Regions from separate parts of the Gossypium hirsutum genome. Here region 2 is linked to region 1. The links are chromatin contacts, called in public Hi-C maps. All regions are on one chromosome and are shown on one strand. The core of a region is the stretch at or near the end of the contact, and the rest is flanking DNA. Distances in the headings are between cores, read along the strand shown.

What was found. A called contact is a pair of places that touch in the nucleus more often than the background predicts.
Region 2: a Hi-C map of leaf shows a contact between it and region 1, with 2.4 times the contacts expected there. The contact joins the enhancer-like site here to the promoter of LOC107949706 in region 1. A contact is called at or near these places in 6 of 34 Hi-C or Micro-C datasets (all in leaf).

What each region holds. Positions count from the first base shown.
Region 1 is chrD03:41,492,566-41,500,323 of Gossypium_hirsutum_v2.1, forward strand. It overlaps LOC107949706 (transcription factor GTE10), which reads right to left and starts at 3,250. Exons shown (of 10, transcript XM_016884444.2): 1 at 1,020-3,250; 2 at 867-915; 3 at 623-763. The coding sequence starts at 2,342.
Region 2 is chrD03:41,589,221-41,596,978 of Gossypium_hirsutum_v2.1, forward strand. No RefSeq gene overlaps it. Among protein-coding and RNA genes, the nearest start is that of LOC107949896, 9.7 kb to the right of the region's middle. Within about 2 kb of position 3,466, at least 4 of the 9 cell types and tissues checked have an H3K27ac peak or open chromatin away from gene starts, as enhancers often do. A contact at or near this core is called in leaf, where this site is marked.

The DNA.
Region 1 (7,758 bases), core at 2,000-4,499:
GCCAGCCAGCAGAGATGGGTAAGCATGTTACAATGATAGAATATGTTTGCAAATGGGCAGAATTAACTGTTGAAAAAGGATTGATAGATTCAATTCCATCAATGAACATTTTCCACAGAGATATATTTGGGAGTCATCCTCAAAAAGGAAAAAGCCAAAAGCCAAATACCTAAAGATTAAGGTCTAATCTGAGTCCTCTACACGTTAGGATAGATATAAAAAATACACAGAATCGAGTAGAAACCAAACAAAAGCATGGAATAGCACCAAAAAAAACACAACAACAACAACAACATGGAAACATTTTATCAACCACTCAACAACAATGAAGAGCATCAAAGAATGATCTCAAGCTAGAAAACAACTTGACTTAGACAAACTATGATCTACTAAATTGTGAATAAGTTCAACAAAAATCAGAACTCTTAGTAGAGATAACTTTCACATAGAATTTTTTCCATACATATATTTTCCCATATCCAAAACATATATTTCCTTTAAGTTTTCTTCAATAATAAAGCAGAAACAGCGGGCTCAAACACACAACAATTGCTCGAAGCAAGATCTCTTAAGCATAATAAATAAATAAAGGAAAAGTTCACTACAGTATAATTGTACAAACCACTAGAAGAAGAGCCTGATTCACCACTGGATCCACTGGAACTACTGCATCTGCTATTTCTACGGGTTAACCCCTTCTCTATTGCTACTGGAGGGTAACTGCTACCAACTATATCTACGACCTCATCAACTTGATCATTACCTAACAAGAAAGAGAAGAAATATTAGTTTCTGCCATGATTTGGTTTACTACTACCTTGCTATCTGTAAATAAATCCAAAAATGCACAGAGGTTGGTAAATTACCTTTACATGGCTGCATTGATGAATTGCTAAACCCTGACTCATTAAGAAGCTACAAAAACGGAAAAGACAAAGCAATATCATAAGTGCCAATGTTGCATTTTGGATAAAAGAAAAAGAAAGGCACCAAAGGATGAGATAGATGCATAAGGATACCTCCATTTCACAGGATTCAGCTTTTGCCTGGTTTTTCTGCTTCTCCAGCAAATAATCATCCAAAAGTTTACGCAATTTGTACAATGTTTCATGACTTAGAGCATCAATATCGATCTCAATCTCATCCTCACCCATTTGACCATCACAAGAACTCTGCTCTTTAAGAAAGTCAACAATGTTTTCTGGCAATTCTACCAACAAAGACTCTAATTCTGTGCTCAAATTATGCTTCTCCTGATCGGTCATGATCTGTCTGATGGGCTCTGGCTTGACCATAGCATCTTTTGGGTTAATTATTTTCTTTTTCAAAGGTAAAACATTACTATTCGTTTCACCTTCTATAGGTGCAGCTGCTGTTGAAGGCACAGCATCAACATTTTTCGTTACAGGAAGCTTCTTTTCTATAGCTTTCCATCTTACTTCAAAATATTTACTTAGTGTCTTGGCCATGAAGTTGACATCATTTCCAGGTGGGTTATATGTCATTGCATTAGAAAATGTAAGGCGAACATCTGCAGCAAAGTCCAAAGGATTTGAATAGTGCCCTGAAGTTATCCTCTTCTTCACAGTGCCCAAATCCATGGGGTGCTTAATGACAGTAAAATAATCTGGAATGTTCAACTTCACTACGTCAACAGGGCTGTTAAAAACCCAACCAAAATTATGTTGCATCAAACGGTTAAGCAAAGCCTCACATTCCTTCATCAAATGAGCATTTGAATTACTCACTGCCACAGCAGGCTTCAGAGATTCAGAACATCCAGATGGATTCTTTTTTGTGCAGGCTCCATTAAGTCCTCCAAAAGGTCGTTTCTTCCCCTGCAAACTCAGTTCTTCTACTGACTGATGCACACTCTCTAGTGGAGGCCTCTTCTTCCCATCACTGCAACTCCTGTTATCAGTAGACGGTGATAAAAGAACACTTGTACCAAAAGAACCAACTTTCTTCTGCAGCACCCGAACCTGTTCAAGCTCCATTTTTAGCCTCAATCCCAGATCCTTTCTTTCCCGTAGTGACATCTTAGACAGAGACAATACTTGCATGGGGACACCAAAATTATCATAACCATCGGCATTCAAACTGATGCATTTCCTTTTCCGTGCACAAGAATCCTCTGACACCGTCATCTCTGTAAAAATCCGTCTAGAACTCCCAAAGCCTTCTGATTCACCCATAGTCTCAACAGCATGCTTGTAATCATGGCTGAAACTAGAAGAATTCCGTCCCTTAGAATGCTTCCTAGACTTCCCCATCAATCTCGAAAATGAACACTTTCCAGATTCCTTCTGTCCTGTGTACTCTATGGGAATAGCTGGTGCCATAAGATTGACTTCCAATGACAGCACATAACAACCACTCCGCTAAGTTCTATAATCTCCCATGGTTGATCATATTGAAACCCAGAATCAAAATGTAAAATTCGATAGGGTAATGACACTCTATTCGCTTGTTATGAGCTCCAATTGCAACAAATGTTAAGTGTATCTACTTATCCTAATTTCTTGAGAAGTTCCAAAATGGGAAGTTCATTAGTCCTCCAAAAGAATTCATACACCAATCCCAAATATTGGTCTTCACATTCGTCAAAGAATGAAATGTTGAATTATAACCCTAATTAAAGAAATCGCAATCGGTGTATAAAAAACAAAACCCAAAATTATGAACTTTTTTCTCTTAAGTTCCCAATCAACGGCACCTCAAGAAAAACTATAACACTTATCTTTCCTTTCCTTGCCGCTCAAAGGAAAAAAAAAACAACAAAATTCAGTCATTTTTCCGTCGTATTTCCGACATAATGATTGGTATGAATCCACAGCATGATGAGGATTTGTTTAAAGAAAGAATTATTGAAGAAAATAAGAACGAATCAATACTTACGGGAGAAAAAATTGAAAAATCTACGCTAAGCTCGTTTATGTCTTTAGAATCGAGGTTGAAATGGAAAATTTGAAATGTAGCTCAAACCCTAAATCTGTCTCCACATGAATTCTCTTATTTCAAAACCTGGATCTCGCAACAGAGCCACGGATGGATTTTCCCGATTAGAAACCCTAGAGAGAGAAATTGAAAGTTGAAACTCCCCCTTTCCTCTCACTCCTCGACAAATCTTGGCCTTGAAGCGCGAGCAAAATCAGAAAGAAAAAAAAGTTAATAACAAAAAGAGACCGAGAAAGAAAGAGAGAATGTAGTCGTTGATAGGCCAAGGTCTTATTCGCCTCTCAACTTAAAGGCCCAATGGCCTCTTTTCCCGCCGCTATTGAACTCATCTTAGCCTTTGATTTATTCAGTCGGTGTAATCCAACGGGTAGCATTATAATTTCTGATCCACCGTCAGAGTCTAGATCTGACGGCTGTCATTGTTACGATTCAAATCTTTGATGACTTTACTTGAGTTCCCATAATTACAATACACTCTCGTGTGATTGAATATAAACTACTCGCTCATTTTATAACAACACGTTTCTAACTGTTTCACTATTTGACAGGTGGAACATTCAAGTTGGCGAGTAAATATTCTCAACAAATTGTCAGAGTTATTAATGGAGAGTGAAGAAAGTACGCCCACCACGTTTCTGCATTGACTTTTCACTGCCCTCTCACGATACTTTATCCACACGTGCTGAATTGGGAGCCTCTAATCCAATTTTAGAATTTTTTTGTCAACTAAATCCTCATCTTATCTAATCTTATTACATCATGCCACCACACTCACTGGTTGGCGAGAATAACTTAGATAAAAATTTATTTAATAATAATCTAATGATATTTTTATGGAAGCTTAAAAATCATTGTCTTGCGTTGTTTTTTTATTGATTTTTATATAAAAAATAGAAATATATTTGTAATAATTTTTTTTGTAAAATGTATTTTTAAGGTGAGTTTGGATGGGCGGTGTATTTACCTACAATTAGTGTAAAAATAGCGGTGGCGGTAAGATTAGACACTGTAACGATACTGTAACGTGAGACAAAAAATAAACTAAATGCACCGCACCGAACTCAATCGCCCATCCAAACCCACCCTTAGTCTTATGAGTTAAACTCAAATGAAATTAATTTAATTAGAGTTTTAGTATATAAAGTTAATTACGAAAAAAATATTTATAAGAATGGATTATTTTGACAATAAAAATTAATGTTGTCAACGTGTCAAACTACGCTACCTATAAAAATATTATGTTAATATAAATAAATAAATAATATAAAAATAAGGGATGTCACCAACTAAGGGGGTAGCACCCCTTTTTCACCCGTGGCTTTTAACTTGTTTTCTTATTTTTATATTTTTAAAGGCATAAAAACATTATTTACCTTTCAATTTTATAAAAAGAAATTATTTTATCCTTTTATTTAATTTTTTCTTTTCTTTTTGTCTAATTACTCTAAAATAGATAGAAAATTTAATATTTTAATTTTGATGATGTGGCATATACGTAGATTGCTACATGGATGATATATCAACATTTAATTAATTTTTTAAAATTAAAAAAAAAACCAAATTTTCCATGTCATGAAAATTCACATGTATGTCACATAAGCAAAGTTAACAAACATTAAATTTTCTATTTATTTTGAGGTGATTTAACAAAATCTGCAAATTAAAGAGTTAAAAGAAACAAATTAAATAGATAGCTAAAATAATTCTTTTTATAAAATTAGAATATCGAATATATCATTATGCCTTTAAAAAATATAAAATAAAAGGTGATAGGTGAAATTATAATTAAAATAGTTTATTATTATTTTATTTATTTTTATTAAAATGATATTTTTTATTAGTTGTATCACTTGATACGTTGATGACACTAACTTTTACTGTTAAAAATGATTCATCCTCGTAAATAGTATGATTTCTACTCCATTTTTGTAATTAAAATTTTTTTCGAATTACTAATATAAAAAAAATCACATATATATAACAATTTACATAGACATTTAAAAAAAAAAAATCAATGTGTCATTATAATATTGCGACAAGTTACACATATAATCTATTGACTCCCCCATTCAATTTTAAAAAAATTAAATAGATAATATTTGTTTAAAATAATTAATTTACTTAATTAAACATAAATTCAATTAGATAATTTATATATTTGATTTAAATTAAATAATTTTTAGGGTAAACTATTCATAAAGTCACCCAATTATAAAAAATTTTCATTTTAGGCACTTAAAAAAAGTTTGTGATTTAGGCACCTACGTACGTAGTTCGATCATTTTGGTCACTCCTACTAAAATCACAAATGGAAATCTGACATGGAATTTTTTTTTTAAAAAATTTGGTTTTCTTCGTAATTAAAGTAAAATCCATGTCATTGTTACTCATTAAAAATTATCATTTTAGTCACCAAAACTTTTAATTTAATTTAACGATGCCCCAAAATTTGACTTAAGCAACGGGGCATCAGGCTCATTCCTGACCTTCAAGTACCAGTGCAGCACCTCACACCTAACCCGGTCACCGGATTCGAATGTGCGGTGTCACATTACGTCGCCAAAGCAACTCAAGCTACTATAACACACATACATTTTATTCATTCATCAAAATAATTCATATGCATGCATTTATACACTCATTAATTTCATTTCATCACTTTACGGGGTTATACGAGTTACTTTCAAAGTAGGACTTGAATCCAAACTCAAATGTCAAATTTTAAATTTATATCTAGAGACAAGGGTCTCCATGACTCGAGACAGGTCATAAATTATTTTGGAATTTTTAGCTTTGAAGTTAACATGTCTCAAGACACTACATGTTATGTCTCGAGGCAATATCCTTTATATCTCGAGACTAACCAACCTCCCCTGTTTTCCTATTTTTCTTCAATGTTTGAATGCTTAGAGATAAGGGATTCTTGTCTCAAAATCTGAAGCACGGCAAAATATATTTAGCTTCAATGTACTTAAGTCTAGAGACAAAAGTCATTTGTCTCTAGGCCTAGGAACAATTATCTCGAGACTATATAGATATGTCTCGAGACATCAAACTTTTGAATGCAAAAATTAAGTGGAATTTGTTCTAATGGTCTCGAAACATGTTCTTTCTATCTTGAGACTTAGTTACCAAATGGTTAAAATTCTGTACTTTTAAGTATTTAAAGCCTCAACCAAATAAATTGAACATACATAAAACTTACCACAAGACATATCCATCCAATTAGCCTATCTAAACATGTTCAGACATTACCAAATCATAACCTTCAATGCATCATTATTAAACCAACCAACTTGCACGAACAAACTTACATAAACAAGTATAATTAACTAAAGATAATATCCAACCAATATAACATTGTAGGTCACTTTCCAAAAAATGCCAAAACTAACTTAAGCAACAAGCTTACCAACCTAGGTACATGTTGTATGATGTCAAAACACACACACACACACACACACACACACACACACAAAATAGGATCATAATGGTTTCTGAGCAGAGCCTGAGAGTTGGATGCTTGATCACGAAACTTTTATAGCTTTTATCTTAAACTTGCATATGAAAACAAACAAATCTGTACGCTGAGTAATGGTTACTCAATGGTGCTAACATAATTCAAATTTAAATAAAAACATAACTAAAATCAAATAGTAATAAGTAACAAGATTACTCAAGTTAACTAACGAACCATTTCAACATTAACATTAAGGATACGTTTATACTAATAATTTGTTTATCATTTCACTAATTCACATCAATGCTTTACTCAACTATAGTTTCTAATGCCCTCAGGGTATTTGCATCTAGTTTAACATATCAAATTGTGTAACATTTAAATATTTTTATCTCATTTTAGTTACACAAGTATACAATAAGTAATATTACAATTTTAATCCCTATTAATCAAATCAGATACAAGAATGAATACTCGAATCAATCCACCATCACACCAAATACACACCGAAATGCTAATTGGGCATAAATGCATTGAACCAACCACACCACAATACACTAGTACCCCCAGGGTATTTGAGATGGTGATACGTTCTCGACCCCCAGGGTATTATAGAACTATCACGATATGTATGCGTATAGCACTTAATGTTCCACCTATCAAAATGGACCCTATAGCATGCCAACTATACTCGTGACTCTATCCGACAACATTAATAGGGCAAATATCCTAACTATTAATTGTATTTCTTGAACAAGAATATATACATGTATTTAACCAACCAAATGATTGCAAATCACATAATCAATTATATATGTACCTTTCGAATATTTCACATTGTTAGATTACCATTTCCAGACATTTAACAAATCAACATATACATATACTTATCTAACGAACTCAAATTATGAGAGCACAAACCAGATTAGCTATTTGTTGATGGCTTTGCCTTTCATTTTTCTTTTCGATGTCCCGAGATTGTCTTTAGCTATGTACGATTAATTTGGATACGAAAAATCCATTAGATATGTAATTCAAACATAGAAACCTGATAATTAAACATGTATGTGCATTATTTGATTTAGTCCTGAATAACGTTATTATTCGAAACACTCATATCTCACAAATCACTCAATAGAATTTAAATCCAATTTAATAAATATAGTACAAGGACCTTTTGCAACTATTATTTATTATCTAACCTCAAAGTTTTTATCCCTTACAGTTCAGTTCTTAATTTTTCATAATTTAACTATATAATCTATACTTAATTCTAAGCTAATTCAACATTTTTCACTAACATTACCTAATGAATAACCATAATCTTAAGTATTGTTAGA
Region 2 (7,758 bases), core at 2,216-4,715, 97 kb after region 1:
TCTTACCTCTACTATCTTCTATCCTTTGGTGGACTTTGCTGGCCATTTGGCCTTAGGCCTACACTTCCTCTTAAAAGGACCCGATTCAGCCTGTTAAACCCTTCGGCTGACCTTTTTCCATTATCTTAACTTATGTACACGACTGTGTCCTAGCGCATATTTATCACTGTCTGCTTACTTTGCATGGGTTCTGCAACTTCCTTGACGGGCTAGTATATGCATATGCTACGAGTACCTCTTTATTTTAAAAGTCTCTTTTCCTTTCCACCCTAATTGGGGTTAGAACGTAACATTGGCATTTCTCACTATTTTGGTGTTCCACCTCTCTTGACAGACCAACGTATTTCGTAATCGGACTTATCAATATAGTCACCCGCAAGCTCCACTTTTACCCTTGGCATTTTTCATGAACCGCGAGCTTTCCAATTGCAATCTTCATGTCCCTACACCATGGTGGAATTCCACATGTTACTGTCCCAATTGTCTACCGCGTGTTTAGCGTCCCAGTGGACTACCCCGTGTTTAGTGTCCCAGCGGACTATTCCATCTTTAGTGTCCCGATGAACTACCAAAAGATGTCATAATGTCTTCCAGCTATGGTTTTAGTCTTATTTAGCCATTTTTGGCATGCTTTCATGGATACCATAACGTCTTTCAACAATGGTCTTACTCATTTTCTACCATGATGTCATAACATCTTTCAGCTATGGTATTACTCATTTTCTATTATGATGCAATAACATCTTTTAACTATGTTCTTACTCATCTTTATCATGATGCCATAGCATTTTTCAGCTATGGTCTTACTCATTTCTAGGCGTATAGCCTCTGATTGGTTCCATGTCCTAGCCATGATATTTTAATTATTACCCCATTATATTCCATCCATCTCTTTATTTTTCATCCTATACATTAATGCTCGAACATTATAGTGTCCCATCCATAAAGCGCGAAGCTTCGCTCATCACGAGTGGACACAGCAACACTGTATGGCAGTATCTAGTAGAATCATCCATTTTTCCCTTCCTAACTTCGTCTAATCCCGGTGCAGACCCCTTCTCGTATTTCATATGCAATACATGCATTGCATAAATGAAGCATTATGGATCATGCCTATTAAACTAAAATGGCAGATACTTTTAGACCCATGCAAACTTTCGACATACTTAGAAATTCAAGGTTGGAGTGTAGAAACTCACAGTATTTTCTTGCCTCCTTATATTAGCTTTTCCTAATGCCAGAGCCTCATTCATCCTGACAGCTAAGTATGACAACCATGCATTGATTAAACTAAATATGTTCAGCCCTTAAGACCCAGATTCCATAATTATCCAGAAACTTAGAGTTTTCTTACTCTACGTTTTTTCTTCAATCCACAAGTTCGGAGGGATAAGAAAACTTACATGTTCCCAATCTTTTCACTTCTAGACTCAAATTCGCACAATGGTTGCAACATGCAGAATGTTCTTCGACTACATCATTTTCTTCTTCAAGGCGACTGAAAAAGACAATACTTAGAGAAATGTTTAGGAAGCAGAATTGAGAGAAATTCCGTTCCCGTACACACCTATATATACTCCATCGACACAGTCTCTAAAGACCATTATCGTCACTCAATCCTAATTATTATGTCTCCCGCTTTGGAACCAGCTGCTTATATCCTAACCGAACCAAGGTTGAGATACAACTATTCAAATTTCGACCACTAAAATTTCTAATTTACCTGGTGGGGCCTAATAGTTTGCTAATCTTCTCAATTTAAACTTAATTTCCTTAGTTTTGGTTTAGATAACGATGTCCGGTATTACAAAATCTCATATTCCTTCAAAAGGTCATCAAACTCTATGGTTAAATACTCTTCATCTCGATTGATCATAATACCTTGACACTTTTACCTAGTTGGTTTGTAATTCATTTTTAAACCCTTTCAACTTTTCAATGGCCTCAAATTTATGGCACATTAGATAAAAATATACATATTTATTGTAATCATCAACAAATTTTATGAAGTATTGAAAACCTCCTCTAGCCTATGTATTCATTAGATTAAATACATCATTATATATAAGGCCTAATTAATTATTAGCTTGCTTACTTTTACTAGTTAAAGAAGCTTTAGCTATTTTGGTTGACAAGCAAAATCCACATGGTTCATATTGTTCAAAAGCAAGTGATCCAAGAATTCATCTTTATGAAGCTTGGAGATGTGTTTCTCACTTATGTGTCCTAACGACAATGTCAAAAATAAGTTTGAATTGAACTATTTGCTTTTAATTTTTTAGTATTTATGTTATAAATAAACATATCTTTATCAAAGATATAGAAGCTATTAACCAATTGTGCACAACCATAGAAAATTTCATTTATATAAAAAGAACAACATTTATTCTTAATAATAATCTCAAAACCTGTTTTGGTTGAAAAAGAAATGAAAATAATGTTTTTTGGTTATTGAGGACACAAAATGCGACTCCCAACAACTAATGCATTAACTATTGCTCCATTTACTACTTGTGGGTCCACATCCCCTTTAGTTAGGTTCTACTTCTTTGTAACCTCTATACAAAAACAAAAATAAGAGTAGAAGTAGATATATTAATATTAATAACATGAATACTTAAAGTAAAAGATAAGAAGTTTCTTTTAATTTGATATCTTTTTTTAATAAAGAAATTGTTTGTTCTGGAATTTTTCTTTTTTACATTTTCTTAGTTGAGACTGTGTCAAGTTAACTCATGACACCAACAAAGTCTTTTTATTAAAAATATAGATATAGATGTATATTTTTTTGGTCGTAACCAAGGTTTCCATCATCAATAATAGTGACTAATCCCTTCATTACAAGTGACTTTCGAAGAAGTAAATGGCTAGTCATAAAATATGTACTCTATTTTCATGAGCGAAAATTGAACCCAACAATATACTTAAAGGGATGGAGGTGAGACATAATACATGTTAAATAATTAAATAATATATCAACTAATAATATAAAAAATCTACGGTATATTTAAAACTAAAATTTTAGTTAAATAAAATATTAATTAAACCCAGTAGACAAATTTGGTACGACAAAAAGATGTTTGTGCTCTTTTACATTGTTTTTCTTTTCTTGGTAATGTGGGATTTAACAATGTGATTAGACTTCAAAGCCTCTTATTTAGCCTTAGTTGCCCACCTTTTTGGTCGACATTATTGGGTCGTAAGTTTCACAACAGCTCTGTTGATGTGTGTGAAAATTAATGAGCCATCCAAACAGGAAAGAGAAAAAGGGAGATTCCTACGTACTAAGACCAAGCTGATCGTAATGAGCCACTAGATTTATTGCACGTTACAACAGTTGTCGAGGGTTTTAAAAAAAAAGGAGGCAGAGAGATTACTTGTTCAGTAATTCAGCAAAGTCAAATTGGGTTCATGTTGGACCCCATTGCTTAAACTTGATCACTACAGATGGAAGAATCCTAGCCGTATAGATTAGAGGGGCCCACGAATCCAAAAGTAAAGATCATTCGATGATTTTGAATCGTACGGCTTCGGATTGGTGGTGGAGAAAAAAGAGAAAAGGGAGCTACTCGAGTTGTTGGTAGAAAATGATAACTGAATGTGGAGGGCTGAGCTGCCAAGGGGACAATTGGCAAATCTTGAGCCAAGCAGCGTTGTGATTTTTATTCTAGTTGGGTCATCCCGAATAAAGATAAAAGATTTAAGGAACAACCTCGCCCACCGTTTTCATTCCCTAAGAAACACGGTATAAAACAATTATTTTGATTAGGGTTAATATAATTAAGTCTATTTTGTTATGCGCTCCACTTTTGTATTTCAGCTCAACGATTAGGTTTATTTTAATTTTTGTATTTAGAAAAATATAAAATTTTGATAATGTGATATTATGATATTATGTCACGTCATTATCTGTAAAATAGTTAATCTAATGATATAGTTGTTATACTATACATCAATAATGACAGTAGGAATGATTGCAAAGTAATAAGAAAAAAAATAAGAATACGTAGATTTTACGTGAAAAACCCTTATCAGGAAAAACCATGGGTAGGGGAAGATAAATTCATTGAAGCTGAAAAACAACAATACAAGAAGCTTTTGGCTATGCTCTGTTTTTAAGGGTTAAACAACTCTTTTTTCTTTTTAACCCCATGTGATGGCCTGATGATCAATGGTGTTTATCGCCCCAAGTGTGGCCTAGATTCAAGTCGTGCTAGTTGTGTTTGTTGCTTGAGTTTTGTCTTGTTATTGTAATTAACTAAAAAAATCCTTTTTTAATCAATGTATAATAAAAGAAATATAGTCCTATATAGATTCAACTTGTGCGGCAAGGCCCATAAATTTTTAACCCTCAGACCTTCGCATCCACAGATCCCCAATTTTGCCTCTCTATTTGATTTCTTTAACAAGTGAGTTGCATCTTGAACTTTTCTAGCCAGATCAAACGGGATTCGGGTCACACAACTCTAACAATGACACAATATCAAAGTGCCACATCATCAAACTTTTACATCATTCCAAAATCAGGAATCAAAATAGACCTAAGTTCAAGTATCAAAGTGGACAAAAAAATACAAGTATCAAAGTAGATCTAGTTATCAAGTTCAAGGGCTAAAATTTGCATGAACCCTTTTGAAGATATCTCTAATTTTTAATTAAAATTATATATCATGATGCATTTTATTTAACAAATATTTTTATTAAAAATTCATATATAACTAAAAGGTTTTGATTGAATTGGTGAAGTTAAAATATTGAAAATGAATGTTTTGTGTTCAAATTTGTATCTTTCTAGATTTCACATGATTTAAAATGATAAATTTACTCTCATAATAATGTTTATTATTTCATAAAATAAAGGGTTTTTGTTAATTGATAATTGAATTGGACCCGATTGATAGATGACATTAAAACAGTTAACAATTTAAATATAATATAAGATAGATGAAATAGATTATATATCATGATGCAAGTCAAATTTATTTTTATTTTTTGGTCTCTTCAATGTTTATTTTACAGTTTACATTTGGGGTTCGTGACTGCCCCTCTCAATAAAATTATCTCTAAACTTTGAACACATATTCTCTTTTTAAATTGTAATATATCTTATTCTCTTTTTAAATTGTAATATATCTTATTAGTATACTCAACACTTGTTAATTACATATTTATATTTAAATATTATCATGAACAGAGTGGAAGTTCTAAGAGCTTAAACACACACAATTGTCTAACATCTATTACACGAATAATTACATAAATTTTAGATGTATGAAATATGTAAATTTAAATTCAACCCCTAAGAATTTCATCTCACTTTCAATAAGTTGAATTTGTTTCCTTTTCCTTAACTTGTTTACCTTGTTTGTCATTAACTTGAATCCGTTCTTTTTTAAAAAAAAATTTGAAGTGTTATTTTTTGGACAGTTAACCTAAACCGTTAATAATAAAAAGTATTATCCCTTAAATCTGTTACAAGATGAAATGTAAAAAAAATAAAAATTTAAAAATGATTCCGTAGTCAACAATCCCCCTCGACAAGCCTGAATTTGATAACCTTTTTACCATTTTTTATGAATAATAAATCCTATATGGTTGTCATCATGTTATGTTTTGTTATCGCTATCACGGCCATCATAATTGCCACTTCATTGTTTCCAATTTGTTACATCTAATGCAGTTATGTTTCTATTTCCTAAACTAAAAATAATATAAACGGATTTTTTATAAATTCTAAAAATAAGATTTTCAATTGTATTAAAAAATATTTATACAATTTCTACTACTACTCATATTGTTTTAAACTCTTAAATTAAAAGATAATGCGCGTTTAAATATATTTAAACCCACAAATTTTTTATTTATTACAACAATATCAATTAATTTAAGACTCAATCAACACAAATTTAAATTTAATTGTTCATTACGCAAGAAACAATCGAAGGTTTCAAAATGATAAATTAACCAATAACAAAATTTAAAAATTAGAAGCACAAAAGAGTAAACGTTGTATGCATGGAAAGTAAATTCTCATAAATTTTTGTGTTCTATCGTTGAACTTATGGTGATGTTGAAGTTCAAGATTTAGCACGATAAACCACAAACTCAAAATAGATGTAAAAGAAAAAGAAAATAGATAGCATACTTTATTTAAGAATTTGGCGAAGGTGGAATTTAGAGACTCGGGCTCCAAGTGAATTTGTGGAAATAAATAAGTCAGATTCAAATCAAACAAATAGAAATAGAAGAATATAATAGAATGACTCCTACAAAAGCCTAGGATAACTTGTATCCAAAAAATGTCAATGAATGAGTTTGGACCCCTATGAAACCCTTACAAAAACTAAAATCACCAGTGTTGGAAAACTTGAAGACCCATAACTTCGGAAGACTTGAAAGTAAACCAAAAGAAAACTTTTACTCTGATAATGTACTTCACGCATACAACTAAAAAATAAAGACTCCCAACTTTATTCAATGATTAAAAGGGGTGGCCTAAGGTCCCAAGTTAGAAGAATTTAACAGAAATAATACTCTTGATTAACGAAGTTAAACTTCTATGAACCAGTAAAAACTCTATGATGTATTCTAGTGAATCAAAAGAGAGTATTAATGTAAATATAAGACGGTAAAAAAGTGTTTAAATTGAATAAAATTTCCTCTAGATGGACAGCTATGCAAAGTCTCATTCCAACCATCCTTCTTTCTTTTATTTCCGAATTATTTTAGTTCAAATTTATGGACCCGATTACATCTAAATTCAAGTGACTTAATTTTAAGTGATTAAATTATTTATCTTAATAAAAAGTTTAATATTATATGTTGATTTGGTTATTTGGTGGGCGTATTAAATTAAAATTTTATCATTATAAATTGATCATCCCTCTACTTATTAGGGTTACACACATAAACTAATAGAACATTTTGACCTCCATCGTTAGGGTTTGTGTAACAAAAGGAAATAAGTTGCTAGAGAGAAACCAATTTACTGTTGTGTTCTTCTTCGTCAAATCTAATGGTTAATTCCAATTCCACTTCAAGTAATTTTATATATAAGTGGAATAATAATATTATAGAGATCCTAGAATTATTATATATTCAATGTTAGGTTTTGGTTTGCATAATTTCATGATTTTGAATTTTTATATGTAGTATCAGAGTATGATTATAAATACATGATTTCTCATTGAACAATATAATTAAGATATTACAATAAATAGTCAACATAGATATTAATCATTCTTGACTTTTGTTGTTTGATAAGTGTTGACACCATTTTTTGATTGAAAACGGGGTCGACTTGGGTTTTGGAAAATGAAAACGAAAATGGGAGTCGCCACCGATCTTTTTTTGATGAGGTGTGATCGGATCACCTCGAAAAGTGGTTGTTTTTAATAAACGATTTGATTTTATTAAAACAACAAGTTTGGTCCACGAAATTCAGAAAAACGGGTTCGGGAGTTGGTTACGCACGAGGAAGGATTAGCACCCTCGATACGTCCAAAATTGGTACCTAGTTGATTACTTAATGTCTTAGTGTCGAAAAATTGAAAACTTTAAAGAAATTTAAAATATGATCCTTAAAAAAAAACTCGGATGATATGGATTGAAAATTCAAGAGGATATTTGGCTATTCGGTCAATCGAGAAATCGAAACCCAGCACATTAGGGCATGTTCCTCGAATTTCCAAACGCAAAACATTGCCTTATTTTGAAATTTTTAAAAGGATATTTAGCCATTTGGTTGAATGAGAAAAA